Regions from separate parts of the Mus musculus genome. Here region 1 is linked to region 2. Evidence: chromatin contacts called from public Micro-C data. All regions are on one chromosome and are shown on one strand. Each heading gives the region's core, a stretch centred on a gene start, on an enhancer-like site or on the middle of the called end of the contact. The rest is flanking DNA. Distances are from core to core; before and after follow the strand shown. Region 1 holds the start of Npepl1 (aminopeptidase-like 1). Region 2 overlaps Gm30143 (a long non-coding RNA gene).

The links. Hi-C and Micro-C count contacts between places; a contact is called where the count stands out from the background.
Region 1: a contact with region 2 is called in a Micro-C map of muscle stem cells, with 4 times the contacts expected there. The contact joins the promoter of Npepl1 here to the enhancer-like site in region 2. A contact is called at or near these places in 1 of 15 datasets of contacts at CTCF or cohesin (CD8 T cells), 6 of 484 Hi-C or Micro-C datasets (bone marrow-derived macrophages, embryonic stem cells, erythroblasts and 3 more), 2 of 115 datasets of contacts at active chromatin or transcription factors (intestinal villus epithelium and pancreatic cancer cells) and 1 of 9 other capture datasets (pancreatic islet).

What each region holds. Positions count from the first base shown.
Region 1 is chr2:174,105,547-174,112,412 of GRCm38.p6, forward strand. It overlaps Npepl1 (aminopeptidase-like 1), which reads left to right and starts at 4,805. Exons shown (of 12, transcript NM_213733.2): 1 at 4,805-5,026; 2 at 5,531-5,716; 3 at 6,068-6,238. The coding sequence starts at 4,877.
Region 2 is chr2:174,020,102-174,027,086 of GRCm38.p6, forward strand. It overlaps Gm30143 (a long non-coding RNA gene), which reads left to right. Exons shown (of 3, transcript XR_375369.1): 2 at 685-783; 3 at 1,764-1,827. Among named protein-coding and RNA genes, the nearest start is that of Gm30143, 4.4 kb to the left of the region's middle. Within about 2 kb of position 5,525, at least 32 of the 459 cell types and tissues checked have an H3K27ac peak or open chromatin away from gene starts, as enhancers often do. A contact at or near this core is called in muscle stem cells, pancreatic cancer cells and pancreatic islet, where this site is marked.

The sequences.
Region 1 (6,866 bases), core at 3,555-6,054, 85 kb after region 2:
AATAGCAGCAGTTTCTTTAGGCCCTCCTGAGAAAATAAGACCAACCGTGCAAGCCAGAGCCCTTTGCTGCCAAGCATCTATTAAACAAGGGAGGTGGGGGTCTGGGAGTTTGGCCCAGTTAGTCGGTAGAGGACTTGCCTAGCATTCATGAAACTCTGAGGTCATTCGCAAGCCCAGCCTTTGTGAGGCAGGTGCAAGAGGGTCGAAAGTTCAGGGCCAACCTCAGGTAGGCTCAAGGATATCTTGGGCAACGTGAGTCCCTGCCACAAATAGGTCAATAAATAATAAATATAAATGGTAGGAATGGTGGTTATTGGACTGTAAAGTGGACACTGCTTCTACTTCTATCGATTATAAAGAAAACCTGTACTTTGACCAGAAGGGATCTCTCAGATCCCACTTAAACCAAATGTAAGGGACACTTAGACCCTGTACCTTCTCATGAGGGACAATGGAAAGCATAATATAGATTTTTGCCAAACACCTTCAACCCAAATCTAATCTCAAAGTAGCAGGCAAATTCAAACGTCAAGGCCTTTTGTGTGACATGTCCTCATCGTGAGAAAGAGGCAGGGATTATTCAGGATTCAGGGAGACTAGAGAACCTGACAGCCAAATGGAACGTCTGATCCTTGTGTGGCTTCTGGTAAAAGAAAAAGCCACTGAGGATGTCTGAGGACAGCCACAGTGTTAGAGGATAGTATTGTTTGAATCCTGAATTGCCCATGGGTCTGAATGGGATGATGTGGTCCAACCAGCATTCTCATTCCCAGGATACACCCTGAAGTACATAGGGATAAATGTATGCAATTTGATTTAAACAATGCAGGAAAGAAATATGTGCTCGCACACCTGTATACATGAATATGTATAGATTATAAGCATGCACAGTCTTGCTGAAGGGCACAGAAGTGTCTTCGTTGTACTAGGTTTTCAATTTTCCACAGTTGGTGAAGGTGGTTTCTGTCTGTCTGTTTGTTTTTCTACTTTGGGTAGAGCTCCTCTCACTTTGGGTGGCTCTGGTGTGAGCATAGGTGAACCATCTGGTACTACTGGTTACAGAATGTAGCCAAGGCATTTTCTCACCTTAGGGAATTCAGGACATGGTGCAGAGATGTAAGGCACAGATATCGCAGCCTGGGGCAGAACCCACAGAGGCCATGTCCTGTTTCTCTAGGTTGGTAGCTTCAGCCAACTGTCATAGAATGGGGATCACCAGACCAGAGCTGCCTTTCACTTTCTGTCCATGGTGCTCATTTCCCCTACGTCTGAAGGACTTCTGACTGGTGTTCAGTCATGTATAAGGGAAGAACAGAGTCTGGCTAAATGGATGCTAGGCCTCGTCACCTGAGTTCAGATGTCCCAAGTGGACTGTGTCCTTTAGCACCCCAGGGCACTCTATGAGGGGTTAGTTCCCTAGTTCAGGATCCAACTGCCAGTAAACTTCAACTCATCCCTCAAGACCCATGTCAAAGCTCTCCCAGTCTGCAGGGCCTCACTTGCCTCGGTCTTCTCCCAGAAACCTGGTGTCTGGAATTTGTGGCTGTGACTCCGCCCATTCACACATTTAAGCAGCTTTCATACACTGCTGCTCTCTTTGGAGAGATCAGGGGTCTAGAGCTGTTCAGAACTGATGTTTGCTAGGTCACTAGGTTGGACTGAGGAAGCTGAGGCAGGAAGATTGCAAGTCCAAGGTCAGCCTATCAACCAAGCTAGAGATGAGCTTGAGACTGGCCTAGTGGAAAACGAAGAGAGACGTGGGGATATGATTCATGGCAGAGCACTTGGCCAGCCAGATGAGATCCTGGGGCTCTGTCCCCCCACCAAAATGAATACATGAATGCACATATGACCACTGGATGAACATACCTAAACCGTACACTTGTCTTCTTGGCATTGAGGAAACTTGCAGACAAACAGCCTTAGGGGAATGTGGGGTTTTAGAGCTGTGTCCCAGAATGTGACCTCAGGACTCCTGAGAACTTTACTCTGCTTTCTTTCAGAGGCCTTTGAACTTCTGCTGCTTCTGAGCTGCAGCCACACCCTCGTCGGGTGTGGAATTGGCTCCAATTCATCACAATTGTAAGTTGCTGCTTGGGTCACAAGATCTGGCCATTTGTTTTAAACTTTCATTTTTCAAAAAAAAAAAAAAAATCAAGAAGTTCAATTTTTCCTTGACAGGGAGGTGTATCCTGAGCTGTGGGTTAATACCTTCATAAAAATCTATCTAACTAAACAAAGACGCCCTGCTGTCTCATTTATGTTGGTGTCCGTGAAGCTTGTCGTGAGAGGGAAAGTAGTTTCTTCAGACTTTCTCAGATCCATCACATGTTCTGTCTTGAGGAAATTGATAAGCATCCAAAGTGGAATGTCCTGAGTGGTTTCAATTTCTTCTGTCTGGGGGTGGCATGAAACCAGGGATCAGGAATATCTGCTCATTACAAAGCACCCAACAGTCCCTCTTGCTCTGTATGTAGTAAGTATTTAATAAATGGTTGCTGAGTTGGCTCAACTCAGCCATCTTTGTTTATGATTCACAAAAGTTACTTCCTAGGGGAATGCCAGGGCCAAAAAATGGGAATGGGTGGGTAGGGGAGTGGGGGGGGGGGACTTTTGGGATAGCATTGGAAATGTAATTGAAGAAAATACGTAATAAAAAAAAGTTACTTCCTTCATTAGAGGGGAGGATTTTGTTGAATAGGCAGGCCCTATTGTCTATGAATGTGTGTGTGTGTGTGTGTTCATATGTGTGTGGGCACACGCACATGTGAGTTTACATATATAAAGGCTGAAGGTTGGCCCTAGGGGTCTTCCTTTAGTGAATCTCCACCTTGTTTCTTTGCTAGACGGTTACAGTTACTTCTATATTCATTTTGTGTTCGCGTGTTTGCTTGAGCAGGACGCAGTACTCACCTGTAGGTTGATGACAACCTACCAGAGTTGGGCTGCTTCTTCCCATGCGGGAAGTGGGAGTTGAACTCAGATGACAAATGCCTTTATCCATAGAGACATCTGAAAGGCCCCGCCTCGTTTTTTGAGACAGCCTCTCTCGCCGAACCTGAAGCTAACCAACTGGGTAAGAATGGCTGATCATGGAGCTCCAGGGACGATTGTCCCCACCCCCCAGTGCTAGGATACAGCCCATCTTTTTATAGGTGCTGGGATCTTCAGGCCTGTACAGCAAATATTTTACCTCCCAAGTCATCTCCCCAAGCCCCCCAACATACTCTGTGGTCTGTAGCATACGCAGAGACCTGCGCACCTGCAGCTCCAGCTCCTGCTCTCATAGGCTGCAGGCTATGTCATGCTCACTCCTGCCCCACCTCCCAGCGTCATTCCTTCAGATGACATCTTGCTGTGGACTGGCCTGGGGACTGGGGACATAGTACTTCTCCCACAGGGATCAGCTTAAGCCTGCCACCCTCTAGGAAAATTGCAAGTTGTCTCGGCCCCTCCTGAGTGCCTTGTGCCTCACACTGTATTTGCAAACACCAGAGAATCGGGATAGAACACTTAGTACCCTTTACAAAATGTGTGAAAACATGCAGTTGCTGTAAAAACTCTTTTTCGAGAAAATAAGATCCAATTAGTGTTGACTTCTGCGTCAGGAAAGCCAGAGTTTCAAAGGAATCCCCTCTGCTCATTCAGCTACTGCCGTCTTCAGGGCTGGCCTGCTCTGGGCTGTTTGATGGAACCTCCAAAGCTGAAGAAATCCATACCATAGATGGCTTGTAGGTGGGGACATAAGGTGGGTGGTGCCTGCAGGGTCAGTGGAATGGAGAGCTATGTGATGAAACTGGCTTTGGTAGGGTTTTTTTTTTTTTTTTAATGTTTTATTTAATTCATTCTCTCTCTCTCTCTCTCTCTCTCTCTCTCTCTCTCTCTCTCTCTCTCTCTCTGTGTGTGTGTGTGTGTGTGTGTGTTTAAGTCGGTGTGAGTGGGTACCTCTTAGTCAACCTCTTAGTCAATGGACACATTTTGGATACTGGTTTGCACCTTCCAGATACGGGACTAGAACTCTGGTCCTCAGGCGCTGCAATAAGTGTCTTTTCTCGCTCAGCCATCTTGTTTTGCTAGTTTTAAAGGCTGATAACAGAGAAGAAATGTAGATTAAAAGTGACATATAAGACTGGAGGTCACAGCCGGGCGTGGTGGCGCACCCCTTTAATCCCACTTGGGAGGCAGAGGCAGGAGAATTTCTAAGTTTGAGGCCAGCCTGGTCTACAGAGTGAGTTCCAGGACAGCCAGGGCTACACAGAGAAACCCTGTCTTGAAAAAAAAAAAAGGAAGAAGACTGGAGGTCACTGAGCTCTAGCCCCAGGCCTGGAGTTGTCAAAACCTGGGCAGTGTAGGGTAGCAGCTGACTCCTTTCAAATGACTTCCTATAAGCTCCCAACACTGCTGTCTTTTCCTCTCCAACACAGGTGACAAAGTGCAGAGGCAGCTTGCGCCCACTGCTGAATGGTGACCTTTCTGGCGAGCGTTAGGCCGAGGAGGCGGCCTACGCGGAATAAAGGGGGGATCCGAGTGCCTAATTGTCAGGCCACTGCAGTAGCCACGGCTGTCCCTGGCAAGTGAGGCTTCCTCGAGTCCAGGAACCTACTGCCAGCCGGGCCAGGGCAGTAGCCAGAGCTGGAGCGCTTCCAGGGGCTCGCGCGCCACTTGCCCCCCAACGGAGGCCCGGAAGGCGCAGTACGGCCCGCGCCCCGCCTCCGCCGGCGCCCCCTCGCGCCCCGGGTGGGCCCTGCAGGGCGGCGCGGCCCGGAGGCGGCGGGGAAGGCGGGGCGCCGAGGCCGGGCGGGCCGGGGCGGCGCCGAGCCGGGCCGGAGCAGGGCGCAGGGTGCTGGGCGGCCCGGCCGGGGTCGTGGGGGGGAAGATGGCGAGCGTGGGGCTGCAGTTCCAGGCCAGCGCCGGGGACGCGGACCCCCAGAGCCGGCCCCTGCTGCTGTTGGGCCAGCTGCAACACCTGCACCGCGTGCCCTGGAGCCACGTCCGCGGGAAGCTGCAGCCCCGGGTCACCGAGGAGGTGAGCGGGCCGCGGCCGCCATGCGCCTGCCAAGCCCAGGCCCTGGGCCACGGGCCCCGCCTCGCCCGCGCGCCCCGCCGGGCCCAGGGCGCAGGCCCGCGACAGGCCTAGCCGTCTGTCCCCAAGGCCCTGGCTGCAGCGAGGCCCGGCCTGTGTCGCCGGCCTGCCCGGGCCGAGCCACCTGCTTCCGCGCCTCTGGGCCGGGCCCTGCAGAAGGCCCAGTGGCGGCTTTCCGCGTGGCCTCTGGCCTCGAGACCCGCTTCCATGGCCACTAGCCAGGGCCCAGGAGCCGGGCCTCCAAGTGTTTGAAGCAGAGGGTCCCCAGACAGGCCTTGCCAGCGCGAGGCGCAGTCCCACGAGGGTGGTAGGGTACCAGAGAGCCACACATGCCTGGTGGCAGCGGCTAGGGTGCCTTAGACAAGCAGGCGTGGCCCGCAGGGCGCATCTAGCCACACAGCACACGTGTTGAAGCCCGGTCCGTCTCATATCTCCTTTCTAATCCAGCTCTGGCAGGCAGCTCTGGCCACGCTCAACCCCAACCCCACAGACAGCTGTCCTCTCTACCTGAACTGCGCCACAGTGGCAGCTCTGCCTTCTAGGGTGAGCCGGCATAACAGCCCGTCCGCAGCCCACTTCATCACCAGGCTCGTGAGAACCTGCCTGCCTCCTGGAACCCACCGGTGTATCCTGGTGAGTGCTGGGCCGGTGAGTGTACCCCAGCCCGTGGCCCACCTCAAGCACAGCAGGCTGGCCCGTGTGATCTCCCATTCTAACCCTTCAACCACCGAGTGATTTACACCGGATCGGTTTGCGTGACAAATCAGAGATGCCAGCCTAGATTTATTGAGGCCTGGGCTTATGTCTGTGCCCTGCTCATCTGTCTGGGAAAGAGTGGACAACATCTGGTGGCAGACATTTTTCTCACGCAGCCTCAGGTTACTGGGGGGGCACAGCCGTCTGGGTTTGTAGAGCTGCTATTGGGAGAGTCCTGGTGGTGTCCCTTTGTGGCTTCAGCCCCACCTTGCTTCTCTCTCACTACAGATGGTCTGCGAACAGACTGAGGTTTTTGCCTCTGCCTGTGCCTTGGCACGGGCCTTCCCACTCTTCACACACCGCTCAGGGGCATCCCGGCGCGCAGAGAAGAGGACAGTCATGGTGGAGTTCTTCCTGGTGGGACAAGACAATGGCCCAGTGGAAGTGTCCACCTTGCAAGTGGGTATCTAGAGGCAACATGCCTTCTGGGAGCACAGGTGGAGAGCTCTTCTCTTCTCTCCCCCTGGGAAGAGCTACAGTGCTTTTCGGGAATCCCAAAAAAGGGTCTTGGGTTGTATTTTCAGGTCTCCGTTTGGTGCAGCTGTGATTTGATTATGCATAGTTGTCCCCTTAAGTGGGGAGCACTTTTGTGTGTGACAGTGGGAGCACCTTTACGTGTTAGGTGGGGAGCACCTTTATGTGTTTCGTCTCACTGGAGCCTCAGAGGAAACTCAGGCAGGCTGAAAACCACTGCCAGCCTGTCAGGCAAGGGAGGTGCCTGACCTAGGTTGCCTTCCGTTGCCTTGACCCGGCTTCCACCCAGCAGCCAGAGGCCAACTTGTCCCTCCACTTTGGCTTCAGGAAGGCTGTTGCTTGAGCCTCAAGCAAGCACCCTACTTGAGGGCTTTGCCCTCTGTCTCCCTGATACAGTTAAAAGGGGGCGGTCCTCCATGTCTGCCATCTCGTGTCAGCTCTCTGTTTTTGAAAACAGTCTAGTTGCTTTGCTGGTTTTAACCCCCTTTCTCTTCCAACCCACCCAGGTCTAGTTTGGGCCCCTTCTCTTTTTCTGAGGGCCACGATGTGTCCG
Region 2 (6,985 bases), core at 4,275-6,774:
CTGACTGGGCACACACAGAAGCAAGCAGCACCTCTGCGGCCATTAAACGTAATGGCCTGTGTGGCTCACCTCTAATTGCTGTGGCTTGTTTGTGTAGAAAGTCCCCTCCCGGGCCCAACCAAGTCTGTCCAGGTGGTACCACCCTCTACAGATGCTAACATCAGGACATTTCTGTCTGGGTAATGCCGGCTTAGCCACTGTTGGGAGAGTTCTGGATTCCCCTCCAAGTGTGACTGATCCATTTTCATTTGATGGGCTTCTGATTTACACACACACACACACACACACACACACACACACACACACACACAAACTAGTTATGCTTGCAAATATTCCATGAGAGGTCTCAATCTTTCGTCTCCATCAAGGGCTGGAAACTGAGTGTAAGGGACACGTGCCACCTCCAGGAGATTCAATTTGGGTAGTACATGTCATCCTATCCATGGTCCCCAACTGGAACCAAGCCAAGTTCCGTAGTTGCTGTCATTTACAAAGGTCTCCTCTGCCCTCTCTACTTCTCACTAAGGACTTGGACATTTGCTGGCTGGCTGGCATACCGTCTCCAGTTACAGGTCCTCTGTACTGTGGGTTTATTTATTTTGTGCGGGCAGGGGGTGAGGAATACAGGGAGGGTTTTCTTTTTCATGTTTCATTAAACTACAACTGCTGTGTTTTGAAAAGCAGTACCTTGAACAAGTCAGCGAAGCAAACAGCTCTGCCTGTTGGGATGTACGAAAATGAAGCCCGCCATGGGGAGCCTCGAGCCGCGGAGCTGAAGGCCTGGTAGGAGTTGGACTGAGGTGGCACGACTCACTAATTGTATTTCAGGATCTGTCTGGCCCCAGCATGGGGCCTGGAACTTGAGATGAGGCCTGGCTGCTATTCCCAAGTTGAGACATGTCTTCCCTGGCCTGGCTGCTGGAGGTAGGGTAGGCTGAACAAGGCTCTCTCCAAGAGCAGCATTAGAGTGGTCACCCCAGCTGTGCAATATATATCCTAGAGTCTGAGCCCCGTGAACACTGAAGAGAATGCTAAGAGTGGGTACCAAGCCCACCTGTGCAGCTCACATTGTCACCGAAAGAGGTGCACGAGGAAGAACATGGCAAGGAGCTTCCCGCTCCTGAGCAGGAAATGAATTCCAGGGCAGAGTCCCAGTCAACCCAGAGGCAGCTTCAGAGATAGCTTGTCCCAATCTTTGGTGTCCAGAATGACTCAAACTGCCCCATCTTTGCCCTTGGAGGCAAAGCAGCTGCAGTCCATGACTAAAGGTTGTTCCCAAATCACATGTCATTAGGTGTGGGGTCAGAGCCTCTTGGCCTCCCAGCCTCCAGGCCTCTGGCAAGTCTCAGCCTCCTTGCCTCCCTGCCTGGCAGCAGAGCCTTGCTACAGCTCTCTGTTCCCTGTTGAACAGCTTAAGGCCAGATATTGATCTCCATACCCAGAACACACAAGCCTGTCTTACTCAGGGGCTCAGACCCCTAGCAGGTGGCCAGATAAAGTCTCATGTAGCAGAGCTGAGCTCCTGGTGTCCTACCCCCTCATACACCCCCGCCACCCTTCGCAACTGACCAAACTACAGCTAAAAGATCTTTCATTCCCCCATGTTAATTTTCAACCAGTGTTTACATTTCTAATAAGCTTGCTGTACTGGGCCCCCTAATGAACCACAGGGTGCAGATCCCAGCACCACCCCCAGGGGTGGAGCATCAGGGAAAGGAAATGCACACAATTAAAGGTGTGCACATGTAAACATATAATTACAGATGTGAGCTGAGCCATGAAGGAAAGAGGATGTTGCAGTGAGCGTTGATGCTGAAGACTACCTGCTGGAGAAGGCGCTTGCAAGAGTCTGAATTTTCCCTGAGACTCAAGATGACTCACCACCTTTCCCTTTTCCTTTCTTTAAAACAAAACAAGACACAACCAGTTGTCTAGACTGACTCTGAACTTGAGATCCTCCCCTTTCACTCTCCAGAGCGCTTAGATTGTAGGTGTGCCTCACGGTGCCAGCTCACAGACCGTCGTTTCTTCACCTATAGGAAGTATAGGTAAGCACTGCGAACAGTGCAACTCGGTAAGGATCAGCAGGGCCGCTGGGCCTTGCCTGGGTGTACGCTGCAGTCATTGCCAATTTGCAGGAAAGGAAACTGAGGCACGGGGAAGCACAGCAACTTCATGACCTCCCACCAGGATAGAAGCCAGAGAATCAAGGTGACACTGGGCTTTAGCGTTCTACTTCCCCAGATGGGGGCCGGCCGTACCTTGATGGCTTCCTACTGGTGGCAAGAAGTTTCCAAGATGCCCCCAAGGTCCTCCACAGTTCTATTTTTCCTCCTTTCCAGCTGCCAGAATGAGGCCAGAGGCTCCCAGTGAGGCTCTACATTCCCAACCCAATGACATCATCCAAGACCTGTCCAGCTGGCAGTGGACAGGCGGGGCTGGCTACCCCAGCATCCTTTTAGCTCTATATCAAAGCAGAGATGCTTGCAGGGACTACTGAGGACAGCTGTCCTCCCAGGCCACTGTGGAAAACCATAAGAGCCCTGTGGCCTCTGTGTAGAGGTCCACTTGCCAGAGGACAGGAAAATTCATAAGGAAACAAAGGGAGCAACTTGATTCTCAGAGCTAGCAGAGCCAGGCTGCTGCCTGGACCCCCAGCAGAAACTCTGTTCCCAAACTGAAGTGGTGCACACACTAGCCTCCCAGGGGCAAGTCAGGCACAGGTACAATATGCACTTGGTAGAGATTAGACAAGAGCTGTGGGCTGGGAGAGCGCTCCACCGCCAGCTGCTGCTGCATCTGGAGTCCCCATCTCTGCTGCTCTCAGTGGAGAAGTATGCTGGGCTTGGGGGTCTGCTCATTGGATGTTTCCTCTCCCCTGCTCCCCACTCAAAAGACAGAACAGATTGGAGGAGGCAGGCTAATAGCATCTTGGTGACAGCCCAATTTTCATTTCTTATGGAAGGGCCTCACATCAACCCTGAGTCCCTGTTCCCTCCTCAGAGCCCTCCTCTCAAGCCCCTACGCTGCCCTTTCCATTTGAGGAAATGCAGGCAGACCAAAATCACCCCCTTCCTAACTAGTCTGGACCACACGTTCTGCTAATCACCCTGGCTGGGAAGGTTTTCCAAGAAAAGGCACAGGGAGATGAGGCCCCTGGTAGCCCGAGCACACTGGACCTTGCTATCTATCTAGTCCCGCTTTGTCTGGAAGCCCTGTTCGCAGCTCCAGCTGGTCCTGGGAGTCAGTGATGTAATTGCCACGGCCTTAGGAAGCACACCACCTCTGGTTTTCCTACGTGGATGTAGATAGTGTTAACATTAGGGTTAGCAGTAGGATCATCGGTGAGGTTGTGAAGTGTTGGAGTTAAAGTTGAGTTGGTTTCAACCATCCTTTGCTCTACCAAAGACCCAAGAAAAACCTCGTTGAGAGGAAAGGATCTTTGGCTCATGGGTTCTCAGGTTGCAGTTCAGAGCTGACTGTCCCCATTGTTCTCAGACCTCTGGTGAGGAGGGAACATGACAGAGGAAGTTGAGGTGGCAGCATAAAGTCACATCACCACACAGTAGCCAGGAAGCAGGGAGTGGGAAGAGAGGAAGGACAGGAGGCTGATTGACCCCCCAGGGATACGTGGTTCGTTGACTTACATCTTCACACTAAAGCTTCCCTCTTAAGAGTTGCTCAGCCAGGAGCCTATACATGGATAACCTGTGGAGGAGGTTGGGTCCCTCATCGTTGTAACTTGACAGTTCCAAGGATGGTACTGACATGACATGGTGACACGACCCTTCAGAATCAGTGTTTCTAAGAGGGTCATCTGCCCATGGCCAACTATGCCAAAGCCTTTGAAGTGGGAGAGCATCATTGCTACAGATGGCCATGAGAGCAACCAACTCTAAGGTGACAGATGTGATCTCCTGGGTCCCTCCGTTTCCTCCAGGACCCCAGAACAGAGAGAGTTTCTCCTTCATACATGGCCCTCTGTCAGGGAGTGGAGGTAAGCTCCACACCACATGACCCAGCCTAAATTCCCAAAATCTTCCTGACTCGACAGGTGCTTCAGAGGTTTGAGAAGCTATGGTTTCGTCCATCCCCCTGCCTCCACTCCTGGCCCCAATTCTCTGTATCGGTTTTCTGGTCACGGCCACAGAATACCTGACATAAGGAGAATAAGAATTTACTCCGCTCCCATTTTCTGAGTGTTCAGTCCATCATGAGGTAGCACTGGGCTTTGGGGGTCCACTGTGAAATAACCAGCATGTGGGAGGGAACATGTAGAGAAACCGGGGGTTCACTCCATGGCAACAGGAAGCAGAATAGAGCCATAACAGGAAGGGGCAATACAACACAGAGCCTGGACAGACACACTTCCAGGGAGCTATTCCTCAGACCAGGCCTCTATCCCAGTCTTGGTATCTTCCAAAAGTCTACTCATATTTTAGATCCATCAGTGATTTAAACTATGCATTGGGTCCAAGTCCTCATGATCTAACCCTGGTGGTCCTTGAAGACCACCCAGACATGTGGTTTGCTAAGTTCTGGAATGTTCTCAGTCCCGTAAAGGTGACGATAAACATTAACTATCAAGTGACCCAGTCGCCTCTCCAGCCCCGGCCTCTGAGTCTCGGAGAAGTAAGCAGCACACTGAGGCTTAATGTTCCCGATATCGCTGGCTTTCCAGTTCAAATATGATATATTATGTTGTGGTTTAAGATCCCCTAGGACTGCAACAAAGATGTAGCCAAAAGCTGGGTGTTTTGCTGGGGTTAGAGTTTCTAGCTGGGTTATGATCAGGCTAACTTGACTTCAGGGTTCAGACCCAGTTGAGTTGGAGACAGTTTGAGACAGACTCTCTCCCCATCTCTTTCCCTCTCTCCTTGTTAAAACTGGAATGGAAGTTTTCATACTGGCTATGAGCAGGCTACTGAGAGGAAGACCAGAGAACTTTTTAACCTAGAAGAGCGTCAACTGAAGTGAGTTTTCAAATGAAAATACCAAACTATGATGTGCCTGGTGAACTGCGTGTGCACACATGGCACACATGGGACAACTTGCTGCTCTTGTCAGGCTTGGGTGTGGGGACCCAGAGACTGAAGCAAGTGCACTGTGTATAGTGTGTGCACAGGAAGGTCAGTATGACTATGTGCATGTGTGAATATTTAATGCAGTGTGTATGCATGAGAATGCATTTCAAATACAGTGTGCTCATGTGCCTATGTGTGCAGTGAGTATACAGTATGTGCATGAGTGTGTGTGTGCATGAGTGTGTACAGGAGGTAGTGTGTCTATGTACATGGGAGTATGTATGTGAGAATATACAGTGCAGTATGTGCACGTGACCATGAATAACAAATATAGTGTGCCAGTCCGTGTGTGTGTGTGTGTGTGTGTGTAGATAATTGTACATGGTGAGTGTGTGCGGTGCTCAGGTTTTTGCAAATAGGTGCTTGTACAATGTTCCTGAGCCTGCTTTTCCCTCTCTCCCTGTTCTTCTGTCACGCTAAAGCCTCATTAATGTGCAGAGGGTGTTGAAGTCAGAGCCTGGATGAGTCACCGCTGAGCTGCAGACAGTGGAGGCCGCTGAGCTGTGGACAGTGGGGGCCGCTGAGCTGTGGGCAGTGGGGGCCGCTGAGCTGTGGGCAGTGGGGGCCGCTGAGCTGTGGGCAGTGGGGGCCGTGCTGGGTAGGGCCTCCCCACTGGCCTCCGTTCTCAGCCAGCCTTCTCACCACACACACCCACCTTCCCTGGGGTGGGGTGGTGTCAGCCTAGCGGCTCTTTGGGAAAGAGACTTAACTCCAGAGGCTATGGATGTTTTTCTCTCTGCAGACCTCAGCAGAGGTTGGCAGGACAGACACTCTTTCCAAGATTGCCCTTCTCAGCACCCTGTGAATATTGATCTGTGCCCCCGGTGCTCAGTCTACCCATGCAGGTGTCTCTCACATGTGACTCTTTATTGGGGAGCTACCTGCCCCCAACAGAATCACCATCCTTTCCTATACAGCCAGCTTGCCCTTCTGGGTATGGCACGGAAGACCCAAGCACCACACAAGGTCTCATGACAAGGTCTCAAGACAAGGGTCTCATGAGGCAGGTGAATAACAGGAGTGCTTCAGGCAGACAGAAGCACCACTTGAGGTGTCTCTGTAGACATGGGGATTGCCTGAAATTACCACATTCGTGAATTGGGGTGCAAACCCCACAGATCTGCATGCTGACAGCCCAGGGCTTGCTACAGGGTGGGAGCTAGGGAGACACATCCTAAATGGAGACTGGGTAACAACCAGGCAGAGAAGTCAGTAGTTTCAGGAATACATGACTAAGAGAGCTACTCCAGGAGCAGGCTTAAATGGAAAGAAGAGCTAACTGCAAAGACCCTCTGTCTCAGGCAGTGGGATTGGCTGAGGAGGGCAAGATTGGATGGCCGCAGATGAGGCCTCTGGCTGTAGGATGGAGGTGGGGTTCTGTTCTCAGTGAAATAGGAAGCTGGGAAACAGTCAGAAAAGGGTGATGGTGTTATGAGTCACATTCCAAGGCAGGAGGCCTCTGTAGGGGACCAGAGAGCAGCAGAACACCTTCCCTGTTGAAAGGAGACCCACGGTCTTTAGAGACAGCTCCTCAATGACTCCAGGCTGGATCCTTATTTGTACTTAGCAGTGCTGGTGGCCATCTCTTATGCACCTCAGACCGTGTGCTCACCGAATCCTCTCCACATACTCTGAAGACAACGATGCTAGCCTGCTTATCAGGCAGCCCCAAATAGCACATTCTTCCTCTCCAGGGTGGTTTGCTCTGTAAGGGCTGACTTACATGTACCTGGGGCAATGTATGTACATTGACAGACTATGGTTACAAAGAAGGGGAGATATAATTCTGTTTTGCAGAGAAGAAAAGTAAGGCAGACATGCTAAGGCACTGGGTCTTCCATCTCCCCCAGCCAAGATTAGCTACGCAGTGTGGTAGGTAACCTTGACTTAGAATCACCTAA